Linked DNA regions of Hordeum vulgare: region 1 is linked to region 2. The links are chromatin contacts, called in public Hi-C maps. All regions are on one chromosome and are shown on one strand. The core of a region is the stretch at or near the end of the contact, and the rest is flanking DNA. Distances in the headings are between cores, read along the strand shown. Region 1 holds the start of LOC123409481 (receptor-like protein EIX2). Region 2 holds the start of LOC123430611 (acyltransferase-like protein At1g54570, chloroplastic).

Region 1 (5,424 bases), core at 87-2,586, 250 kb after region 2:
CAAAAACAACCCCAGCAGTCACACAGTAGTACAGCCACTGGTCCTCCCCCTCACTAGTTTTCTCATCCGAAGCAGGCGAAGTATTTGGACAATCCTCTAGAGGAAATCCGCAAAGGCCGGAATTGTTTCGGTAAAACGAAGGGTCGGTCAATGTCTGCATCTGGCTCCCAGTAGGTATCTTGCCTGACAAATGATTGTTCGAGATGTTGAATATGCTGAGCGTCGACAAGATCGAGATGCTCTGTGGAATGTGTCCTGAAAGCTCATTCCATGATATATCAAGAAATTCGAGATTCTTCAAACTGCCAATATCTTGAGGGATGCCGCATGACAGATGATTTCTTGACAGGTTCAGAAATCGGAGGCCCTGCAGTTTGGTTAATACTTCAGGGATGCACTGAGACAACATATTGCCTGACAGATCGATACCGGTCAGCAACCGGATCGTTCTTTGGAAAATGAGCTCCTGGCCCTTCCAGATTATATCGATTCTATCCTGATAATTCGACCCATCCAGCGATGATGCCGCACTCGACACGATTTCTGGATTCCTCATGGAGGCCAGGTTGCCGAATGCTACGGGAATTGCTCCTGTCAGCCTGTTGTTGGCAAGGTCGAGCAGCTGGAGTTTTGAGAGCCGCGACAACTCCGAAGGGATTTCTCCTGTGAAATCGTTTGATCTAAGGCTAAGGATTCTCAACGACGGAACCTTGGTCCCGATCCATGGAGGGATGGCGCCGAAGAACCTGTTACTCCCGATGTCGAGGGTGCCGAGCGAATCGCAACCCTCCACGACCGGCGGGAAGAGGCCGGTGAAGCTATTGCCGGCGAGATGGAGCGACTCGATGGAGCAGTTGTGACTTGCCTTGGCAGCGGGGATTTGGCCCGAGAAGGAGTTGTTGGAGAGGTCCATGAACTGCAGAGCCTGCAGATTCCACCAGCAGTCGGGGAGCTCGCCCGTGAGCTGGTTGTTGGAGAGGTCGAGGATCTGGAGGGAGAGGAGCCTGCAGAAGGCCGCGCCGGCGCCGGAGCTGTTGGAGGAGTTGCGGCTCCGCACGCTGAAGCTCTCGGGCACGGTGCCGCCGGAGAAGGTCTCGTGGTTTCCGTCGGCGTCGAGGTACATGCCCGTCGCCCGCTGGGCAGAGGGTAGCAGCAGGAGGCAGAGGGAGAGGCACAGCAGAGGTGTTGTTGAAGCTTGGGCGTGTCCTGCCATGGCTCGAGTTTCGACTTTCCAGTGGAGAGGTCTGGCAGCGAGTTCTTTGGTTTGCGCAGCGCCCACTTGTATGTCGTGGCTGTGGCAGGACCGGGCCGACCGGCAGCGAAACGTCGACGACGGAGACTGGGTGACATCGACGCCGTGGAATTCTGAAGCGCGGCATGCGTTTTTCACACGGCATTACCAGTGGACTGACTGACGGGAAAGTAAGATTCGGGATAGTCAGTGCAGGTAGCGACGACGAGACGCTGATGCTTTGCTTTGTTGCCGTACGCTCGCTGACCTCCTATTCGGCGCCTCAAGCGCCGAACTGGCGATCTGGCGCACATGTGTATCCGCATTTTGGGCCGGCCGAACAATCCTCCCTGCTGACTCTCGCTCGTTGGCCCAGCTTCTCGTTCGATCGTTTTGGTTTCGCCAGAGCAAGTAACTAGTGTTAGTCCGTACTTCTAAGATAAAAGAGCATAAGCCTTTTTCTTTTTATTACTATTTCCTCCGCTTAATGGATAACCATTTGCGCAGGCTTTCGCCCATTGCGGAAAATTCCCCACTGCTGCCTCCCGTAGGAGTCTGGGCCGTGTCTCAGTCACAGTGTGGTTGATCATCCTCTCGGACCAGCTACTGATCATCGCCTTGGTAAGCTATTGCCTCACCAACTAGCTAATCAGACGCGAGCCCCTCCTTGGACGGATTTCTCCTTTTGCTCCTCAGCCTACGGGGTATTAGCAACCATTTTTTCTTTCTTTAGAGTTTTCTATATGCACAATTTCTCGATGTTTCGATGAGAATTTCTTGACTTTCCATATATAGAAAGAGATAGACTATAAATGACAAGTCAGTCATTCACAACCACTGATAAAGGATTCCTCGAAAAGTTAAGGATTAGTAGTTCTTTTCAAAATCGATTTCGATTTGTCCTCATGTTTCGAGGTCTCAAGAAAAGGGCGTGAAAATAGATAGAAACTCTTGAATGGAAACAAAAGCTCTCCCAAACAAGAGAAAGAAACATATCTTTTTCATAGATATTTAGAATGAATATGTTGCCTCGTTATTTTTTTTTTCTTTTTTAAAGAAAAAAACTTAGTAATTATAGAAAATTAACTAATACTAATAACCAACCTATTGCTTCGTATTGTCGAGATCCTAACTAAGAAACAGTCACTATATGAATAAATACCTCTATCATAAATGAATTCGCGAGGAGCTAGATGAGAAGAAACTCTCATGTCCAGTTTTGGAGTAGAGATGGAACTAAGAAAGAGAACCATCGACTTAGTTAACCACCGTCGCTCTAACAAAAATACTTGTATGCACCAAAAACCTCGGGTTCCACGGGGTAAATCCATTAAAAAGGACAAATTTTAGCAGAAGGAGCTGCTACAGTTGGGGGGGAACTTGCTTTAGGAAAAAACGTATTAGTAGCTTATATGCCTCGTACATGGACGATAGTTGGAGTCGGCGGCTCTCCTAGGCTTCCCTCATCTGGGATCCCTGGGGAAGAGGATCAAGTTGGCCCTTGCGAATAACTTGATGCACTATCTCCCTTCAACCCTTTGAGCGAAATGTAGCAAAAGGAAGGAAAATCCATGGACCGACCCCATTGTCTCCACCCCGTAGGAACTACGAGATCACCCCAAGGACGCCTTTGGCGTCCAGGGGTCACGGACCGACCATAGACCTGTCCAATCCCAAATCAAGGATTTCTCGCTCTTGATCGGAGTCATAAACTAAAACTACCTTTTTATCCTTTTTATTAAGGTTATAGAAAACTTCCTTATCTAGTTCTAGCATGTTGACTCACGATTACGCCTGTTAAAAGTTTCAAACGTCCTCTTTTTTGAAATTGAAAGAGAGTCTTATAAAAAGGTCTAACTTCCAAACTATGTAAAGTTTTTCAATACTTCTATGTTGGGATTTGTTACTAGCTCCAATTTGATACAATTTTTTTTTGGGAACTCGTGGGAATGTGTTCTTATTTATTGATAGGCTTTTGGTTTACACGACCAATCGCAGCGAGTGCTTGTCAAAAAGCTTTTGTAACTAATCGATGTCCTAAAGTTCCTCCACCAAATTGTAATACAGAATCGTCCCTAAAGATTTCGGTCAGAGCTGGCATATGCCAAACATGAATACCACCTGAAGCTACCGGTACAATGCAGCAGGGTTGGTTATCTAATTGGCTAGTCAAACATGAGGTGGTTCATAGATCTTTGGGCTTTGATCACCGAGGAATAGAGACTTTACAAATAAAAGCAGGGGATTGGGATTCCATTGCTGTCATTTTATCAGTTTTTTTAATGCAAATAGATTCAATCTAGTAATTTCTTTTAGATTAAGTCTTAGGTCTTGTTTGACCGGTGAAAGGCTTCCTGGTGAAATCATATAGTACTCCGTATGAGACAAAAGTTTATTAAAGAGAATAATAATATCTTATGTTTTCTCAGAAAACATAATAAAGTCTTAAGTCCAGTCAAATTGACTACCTTTATTTTCATGAAAAAATGGGATCTAGCAGGCACATTCAGGATATGCCTCTACTATGATCACTTAATAATCACTTAATCATATTTTTTTCTTCCTTTTGGTCTTCGAGTCGAAGAAGTACCAAAAACAATTAACTACCAAATGAAAATATGGCGGGGGACAAATTTCTTGTGATTGTAAGCAAATAGAATTGCTTGGCTTGTTTAATTAAGTTTAACTTCAAACTTACAGAAATTTTGCAAAAAAAAGGTAAAAAATCAAAAAGTTTAGCCTACATTCTTCCTTAGATCCCTTCTTTTACTCCGATAGTATTGCGGATCACAATCGATGCAAAGAAAATGAATCCATTTCCATACTATAATAAAAAGGTAAGTGTAATAAATAGAGAATTGGATCATGTCACATGACTGATTCCATTTCCACTCTATGGGATCTTACAGGCCAAGATAGTCAGGTTATACTCTAATATAAGAGCAATTTCCTTTTTTTATTCAAGATATTTAATTTAATACTGCCTAACATAAAGCTTGTGACTCGTAGTAAAACATCTTTTTTTATTTTGAGATAGAGTTCGATCCTCAACTATTTCTCGCGATATCTTCTTACGAAGTTTTGTTAGGGCATCTATAACTGCCTCCGGTTTAGGAGGGCAGCCCGGCAAGTAGACATCCACAGGAATTAACTTATCAACTCCCCGAACAGTACTATAGGAATTCGTAACGAAGGGCGTGATCTTGCTCGCGAAGGTAATGAAATTATCCGAGCAGCTTGCAAATAGAGTCCTGAACTAGCCGCAGCTTGTGAAGTATGGAAGGCGATCAAATTTGAGTTCGAGCCCCTTTTTTCTTTAATAAATTTGGGAATCCAATATGGATTATGACGTGGATCGTATCGATTTCTTTTTGAATTTCTATATGTGTAATTACTTCGGAACTTGAACCTGAGTCCATTTTCTATTATGTGTAATTACTTCGGAACTTGAGTCTGATTCTATTTTTCTATTCGAGCCCCTTTTCCTATTCTTTTGTATATAGTTCTTGATACAATCCCTTATTTTTTTTTATCTTCCTGTAGACCTTGAGAATAATTTTTTGGTTGTGCGAACCAAAAGGGAATGATGATTCGCTCGCTATCTGAGGCGTTAATTTACCTACTAAAATATCACCAGTTTCTACCCGAACGCTGGCGGCATGCTTAACACATGCAAGTCGAACGGGAAGTGGTGTTTCCAGTGGTGAACGGGTGAGTAATGCGTAAGAACCTGCCCGCAAGATGAGTGCTCTGTCCTCCGACTTCCCTAGAGCCTCCGGTATCACAGCCGAGACAGCGACGGGTTCTCCACCCATACGGGGATGGAGCGACAGAAGTATGGAAATAGGATAAGGTAGCGGCGAGACGAGTCGTTTAAATAGGTGTCAAGTGAAAGTGCAGTGATGTATGCAGCCGAATCAAAACGGTCGGTTATTAACGGAATTCCTTGTCGGCTTTCCGTGAAATACTCGTTTGGTCTAGGACTTCCAAACACCTCTCATCCTTCAGAGACTACGAGTGTAATAGGAGCATCCGTTGACAAAAGGATCACCCTAAGATGATCATCTCATGGCTATTGGGAACGAATCAAATCAGATGGTTCTATTTCTCAACCTTTCTGACTTGCTCCTACGGAACCAAGGTCGAAAGGATTGAAAAAGTCAGTCATTCACAACCACTGATGAAGGATTCCT
Region 2 (5,271 bases), core at 2,474-4,973:
AATAAAATTCTATAATCCAAACAAAAGAAGGGATCTGAAATCAATAGGAAACCCAACAATAAAAATATAAATAATCATGGCCAAGTTTTAATAAATAAAATCATGGCTAAATTTTTGGGGTGTTACATACCATCCAAAATGGTTTCATCGGATTTGGTTTTTGCTGGAACCCGCTTCAAAAAATGCTACCACCGACTTTTTTGGTTAAGGTCGTCCATGGTGAGACGAGGCGGAAACGAGGGGGCTGCGACATTTTTGTTATAACCGTAAACGGCGATTGCTATAACCAACCGTAGAATTTGCTGCGACGGCAATTGATTTTGCTGGAACCGGTCGAAGTATAGATTTTTGTTGCTCCTATCCAGCGGGGCGAGCGCCCACGACGTGTTGTGCCTGCGAGCCGGCAGGCGGCCACGGTGAGCCCGCGGGGGACGTGGTGGGGGCGACGAGCAAACCACGCGGGATATGATGGATCTGAGGCGCGGAAGAAGAAAGGATACTCTGGAGGGGGAGGGGGCAGCTCGCTGAATCGTGTGGTCCTAAAGACGTTAATCATATGGTTGTGTGGCGTTCGGTCGAAACGCCTAGCAGTGTCCTATGAACAATGAATAAATGAGCGACGTTTCCCTCAAAAAGAAAAGGACATACATCCGACACGTCTATTTTTTAGGGATCCAGACACGTTTATACATTTGTGGACCTCGGGGCGACGACGCAATGGTCCGAAGGGACAATGCGGCGGCATCATGTGGCTCAATCGGCGGTAGGCGCATGCTCGGGGACGTGCTTGGCGAAGACATGCGCGTGATTGGTTGATTAGAACGACGGTAGCGCTATATGCGCCACAGCGAGGATGATGCGCAAATCGGAATCGATAGCTACGTTGTTGATGATGTTCCGGGCGGTGATGGCGAAGACGGGCCGGCAATGGAGACCATGCCGGCGAGCGGCTCTCGCCCGACAACGACGCATGAAGGCGTCCCTTGGACTTGTGGAGCCATTTTTCCTAGCTACTGCAGGTCCTGAAATTGCGGAGCTCTTTGCATGTCGTCGAGGTATTCTACTTGCGCAGGAACTAAACATCCACAATGTGGTGCTGGAGATGTACTCAGGCCAACTCCACCGCGCGACCCCAAACGGACGTCTGTTTTGCCCGGATTCTGTCCGTTTGGGTAGGGAGACGGGGTCGTGTCCGACCCTGTCCTGGGATGCGCTGGCCGTGCGCCCAGCGTGCGGCCGCATCCTTTTGCCCCATCTTGTCTGCCAAGGCCTAAAATGCCCATATTTTCGTATCAAAACAAGTTTGCACACCAACCCAAATCAAAATTGTCTCTAAATAAAATAGTTTTACAACCAAATTGAAATTGTCTCTAAATAAAATAGTTTTACATCTATTGGTTGTCAATATGTTCCCACGTGTGCTCAACCAAGTCATTTTGAAGATTCAAATGAGTGTGCCAATCACGCATCTCACGATGGAACTGGACAAATTGTTGAAACGTGACCGGTTCTTGGTGCAGGGGCTCAACATTTTCACCTTGAAAATCAAATCCTTGGTCGAAGATACTGTCATCACGCTCGTCCTCGACGATCATGTTGTGCATGATCACACAAGTAGTCATCACCTCCCAAAGCTTCCTTTCATCCCATGATAGTGCAGGGTTTCGAACGATACCCCATCAGGATTGAAGCACACCAAAAGCACGTTCCACATCCTTTCTAGCACTCTCTTGCATTTGGGAAAATTTCTTTCTCTTCTCATCTTAGGGGTCTGAGATTGTCTTCACAAAAGTTGACCACTCAGGATATATACCATCAGCTAGATAGTATCCCGTGTTGTACTGGTGACCGTTGATCTCAAAGTTGATAGGGGGAGTGGCCTTCTGCAAGCCTTGCGAAGACTGGAGAACGCTGCAGCATGTTGATATCATTGTGAGAACCTGTCATGCCAAAGAAAGAATGACATATCCAAAGATCCTGCGAAGCCACCGCTTCTAATATGACAGTGCACGCTTTGACATGCCCCTTGTACTGGCCCTACCAAGCAAATGGACATTTCTTCCACTCCCAGTGCATACAATCTATGCTGCCAAGCGTGCCTGGAAAGCCTCTAGATGCGTTGGTCGCCAACAATCTCTCTGTATCAGCGGCAGTTGGCTGCCTCAAGTACTCAAGGCCAAACACCTCGATCACAGCCTGGCAAAACTTGTACATTGACATGAGACATGTTGTCTCACTCATACGCACATACTCATCCACCAGATCGCCTGGAATTCCATATGCAAGCATTCGGATGGTCGCGGTGCATTTCTGGTAAGAGGAGAATCCTAGCTTGCCAACGGCATCCGTCTTGCACTCGAAGTATGGGTCATGAGCAACCACTCCCTCTTGGATACGATTGAACACATGCCTTGCCATAAGAAAACGGCGACGGAATTTATCCGGCTTGAAGAGCGGTGTGCTCGCAAAGTAATCGACATAGAGCAGAGCTCGACCTTTCTCCGTGTTGCGGTTCAGGTTCGGAGCACGACCAGGGAGTGACCCCCTGTACCGAGGAAGCTGTCATTGAATGTGGTCGTGAACCATCACTTCAGCCACCACAATATCTTCATCATCGAACGACGAATCGTCCGATGAATAGATGAAGTGGTGGAAGAAAAACTCATCACCACTGTCCATACCTTTGCGGGCAAAGTGTCGAACACCTTGCACTCGTGGTGGCAAAGAGGCCGCGATGGTCACCTCGATGCAGGGGTGGTTGGTGGCCGGCTACTGGCCGCTCTGGAGCACTCGTCGAAAGTTGTCGCGGCCGCCTGTGGTACGTCGCCTGCGGCCGTATCCACTCTGCCGCCGGCTACGACGACGGTCAAACCTTCTCCGATCGACGCCCAAACTACGATGAAAGCGCGGGCGTGGTGGCGGCCATGGCCAGACGGGGTTTGCTATGGACGGTCGGGGGATGAGGTGGCCGGAGAATAGCGGCGGCGCCGTCGACGGGGCGGGGCGGGAGAGGGGGTGGAGGCGTTGGAATTTTTGGGAATGCTTGTGTCCCCGACACGCGGGCCACGCACGGACAAGGGCGTGCGGCGAGCGCATCCGCGCGATGTCCGTTTTTCCCAAACCGAACGCAAGTTTGAGACTTTGGGCTGAGGATGGGTCGAAAACGGATGAAATCCGAACATTTGTCTGTATGGGTCCGCGCGTTGGGTCGTGGTATTCGTCTGTTCTACTCCGAACGAACGCGTGCAAACAAGATGATGTCGCGTGATGGAGTTGGCCTCACAAACGGTTGTGGGAAAGATCGTCAGTCAACAAAGGGACTTATCGGCGGACGGACAAGTTGTTCGAAAAATCAAGGAACTGCTCTCTCAATTTCAAGTCTCTAAGAGTTGTACGGGTTGCTGTAAGTCGTCGTGTAAAACGTGGTTTCATGTGACTCGTAGCTCGAAGATTACGTGCAGAGGGGGCTATGAACAATGAATAAATGAGCAACATTTCCCTCAAAAAGAAAAGGACATACGTCAGACACGTCTGTTTCTTTAGGGATCCAGACACGTTTATACGTTTGTGGGAGCTAATACTAGTACACTACATGGGATGGGATTAGAAAAAGGAAAAAGAAAGTTGGTGCGGTCAGCACTGAGCTTGTCCCCCTTTGTCTGCTTCCCCGGAGAGTGGCTTGCTCTTGATCTCTCCTACGTGCCCCGCTGCCACCCCAATCACTCGCCGCCCCATCCCCTCCACAGACCCCGCCCTTCTTTTCTTCTTCAACTAACTCCTCCGTTTCTCCAACCAAAGGCATCCATCCGCGCCACTTCCTTCTCCAGCAATGTCCATTCCCGCCCTCCGCTCCTTCCCCGCCGTCTACGGCGTGAAGCCGGCCGGCCGCCTGGTCCGACACCATTCCCGGCTCGGCGGCGGCCTCCGGGCCAGCTCCGTCGCTGTGAACGGGGAGGTGGGGCCGAGAACCAAGGGCGGGAAGAAGGAAGAACCGGCGAAGGAGGAGGACAGAGGGCTGGAGCCCCTCTACGACGATGGGTTCGGGGGCGTGACCGTCAAGGACTACTTCGCGGCCGCCAGGGCCCTGTGCAAGGACGACGGAGGGCCGCCGCGGTGGTTTTGCCCCGTGGAGTCAGGCCAGCCGGCGGTGGAGGACGCGCCCCTGCTGCTCTTCTTGCCAGGTTGGTCGTCCAATCTCTCGCAATAAACAACTTCTCCATTCAGGTTGGTCACTGCATGATGGAGGCAGCTCATCAGCGCGAGATCACCTCCATGTTTGCGGTGACCTGAATGGCTAAATGGAGAGTTTGCTTCTGTTCTAAGAGTGTGCTTCGAATTGACTGGACTGCAGGAACTGACGGTGTTGGGATGGGACTCATTTTGCACCACAAGTCTTTGGGCAAGTGAGTATGCTGTTGTATTCAACATACAGTATATACTTTATCTCTGCTATCACCTTTAGCGAAATACTATTGCCGGCCAAGCAGGAAAAGCCTGCTTTCAGCGTTACTACTAGTGTGCTAGTCTCCATGAAGTCATTATTTATCAAATTAATCAGGGCTAAAACAGTAGGGACGCAAACACACAACAAGCCTAGATATAATAAGAATATTAAAAGTCAAATATATGCCGATATCAAATGAGATGTACATAAATTAGACTTTTAGAACACCTATATGCGGGTTGATGTGAGCATCGCTGAAAAATCATACTCCCTCCGTACCTAAATATAAGTCTTTTAAGATATTTCACTAAGTATCTACATACGGAGCAAAATGAATGAATCTGTACTCTAAATTATATCTATATACATCTGTATGCAGTTCGTTAGTTGAATCTTTAGAAAGACTTATATTTAGAAACAGAGGGAGTACAAGGCAAGCCTTTCCCCACAGTGCAATGCAAAGAGCCCACGTCGAACCTGTACCTTTTGGCGCAAGTGGTTCTGGGTCCGACGTGGCCTCTCCTACCTAAAAGAACATAAATTTTTAATTTATATAAGGATCAAATATAGCTATGTTCACCTTAAATTCTGTCAAAATTTTGTTCTCGATGTAGAATCAACCAATAGATGAAGAAGTGAGAGGGCCATGCATATAGCATTAATATGTTCTCCAATACATAAGTAGATCTTCTTTGGTTGATGTTATTTGCAAGATGAGTTCAATAAACCTGAAAGGAAGGAATAAGCCTACGGAATGTGACCTGCGATATGTTTACATGTTCCTTCTTATTTAGGGGGTGTTTGTTTTCAGGGACTTTTTGGTATAG

What was found. A called contact is a pair of places that touch in the nucleus more often than the background predicts.
Region 1: a Hi-C map of leaf shows a contact between it and region 2, with 4 times the contacts expected there. The contact joins the promoter of LOC123409481 here to the promoter of LOC123430611 in region 2. A contact is called at or near these places in 3 of 6 Hi-C or Micro-C datasets (leaf and seedling).

Annotation. Positions count from the first base shown.
Region 1 is chr1H:265,270,740-265,276,163 of MorexV3_pseudomolecules_assembly, forward strand. It overlaps LOC123409481 (receptor-like protein EIX2), which reads right to left and starts at 1,337. Exons shown (of 1, transcript XM_045102372.1): 1 at 1-1,337. The coding sequence starts at 1,213.
Region 2 is chr1H:265,017,463-265,022,733 of MorexV3_pseudomolecules_assembly, forward strand. It overlaps LOC123430611 (acyltransferase-like protein At1g54570, chloroplastic), which reads left to right and starts at 3,724. Exons shown (of 13, transcript XM_045114465.1): 1 at 3,724-4,181; 2 at 4,352-4,403. The coding sequence starts at 3,830.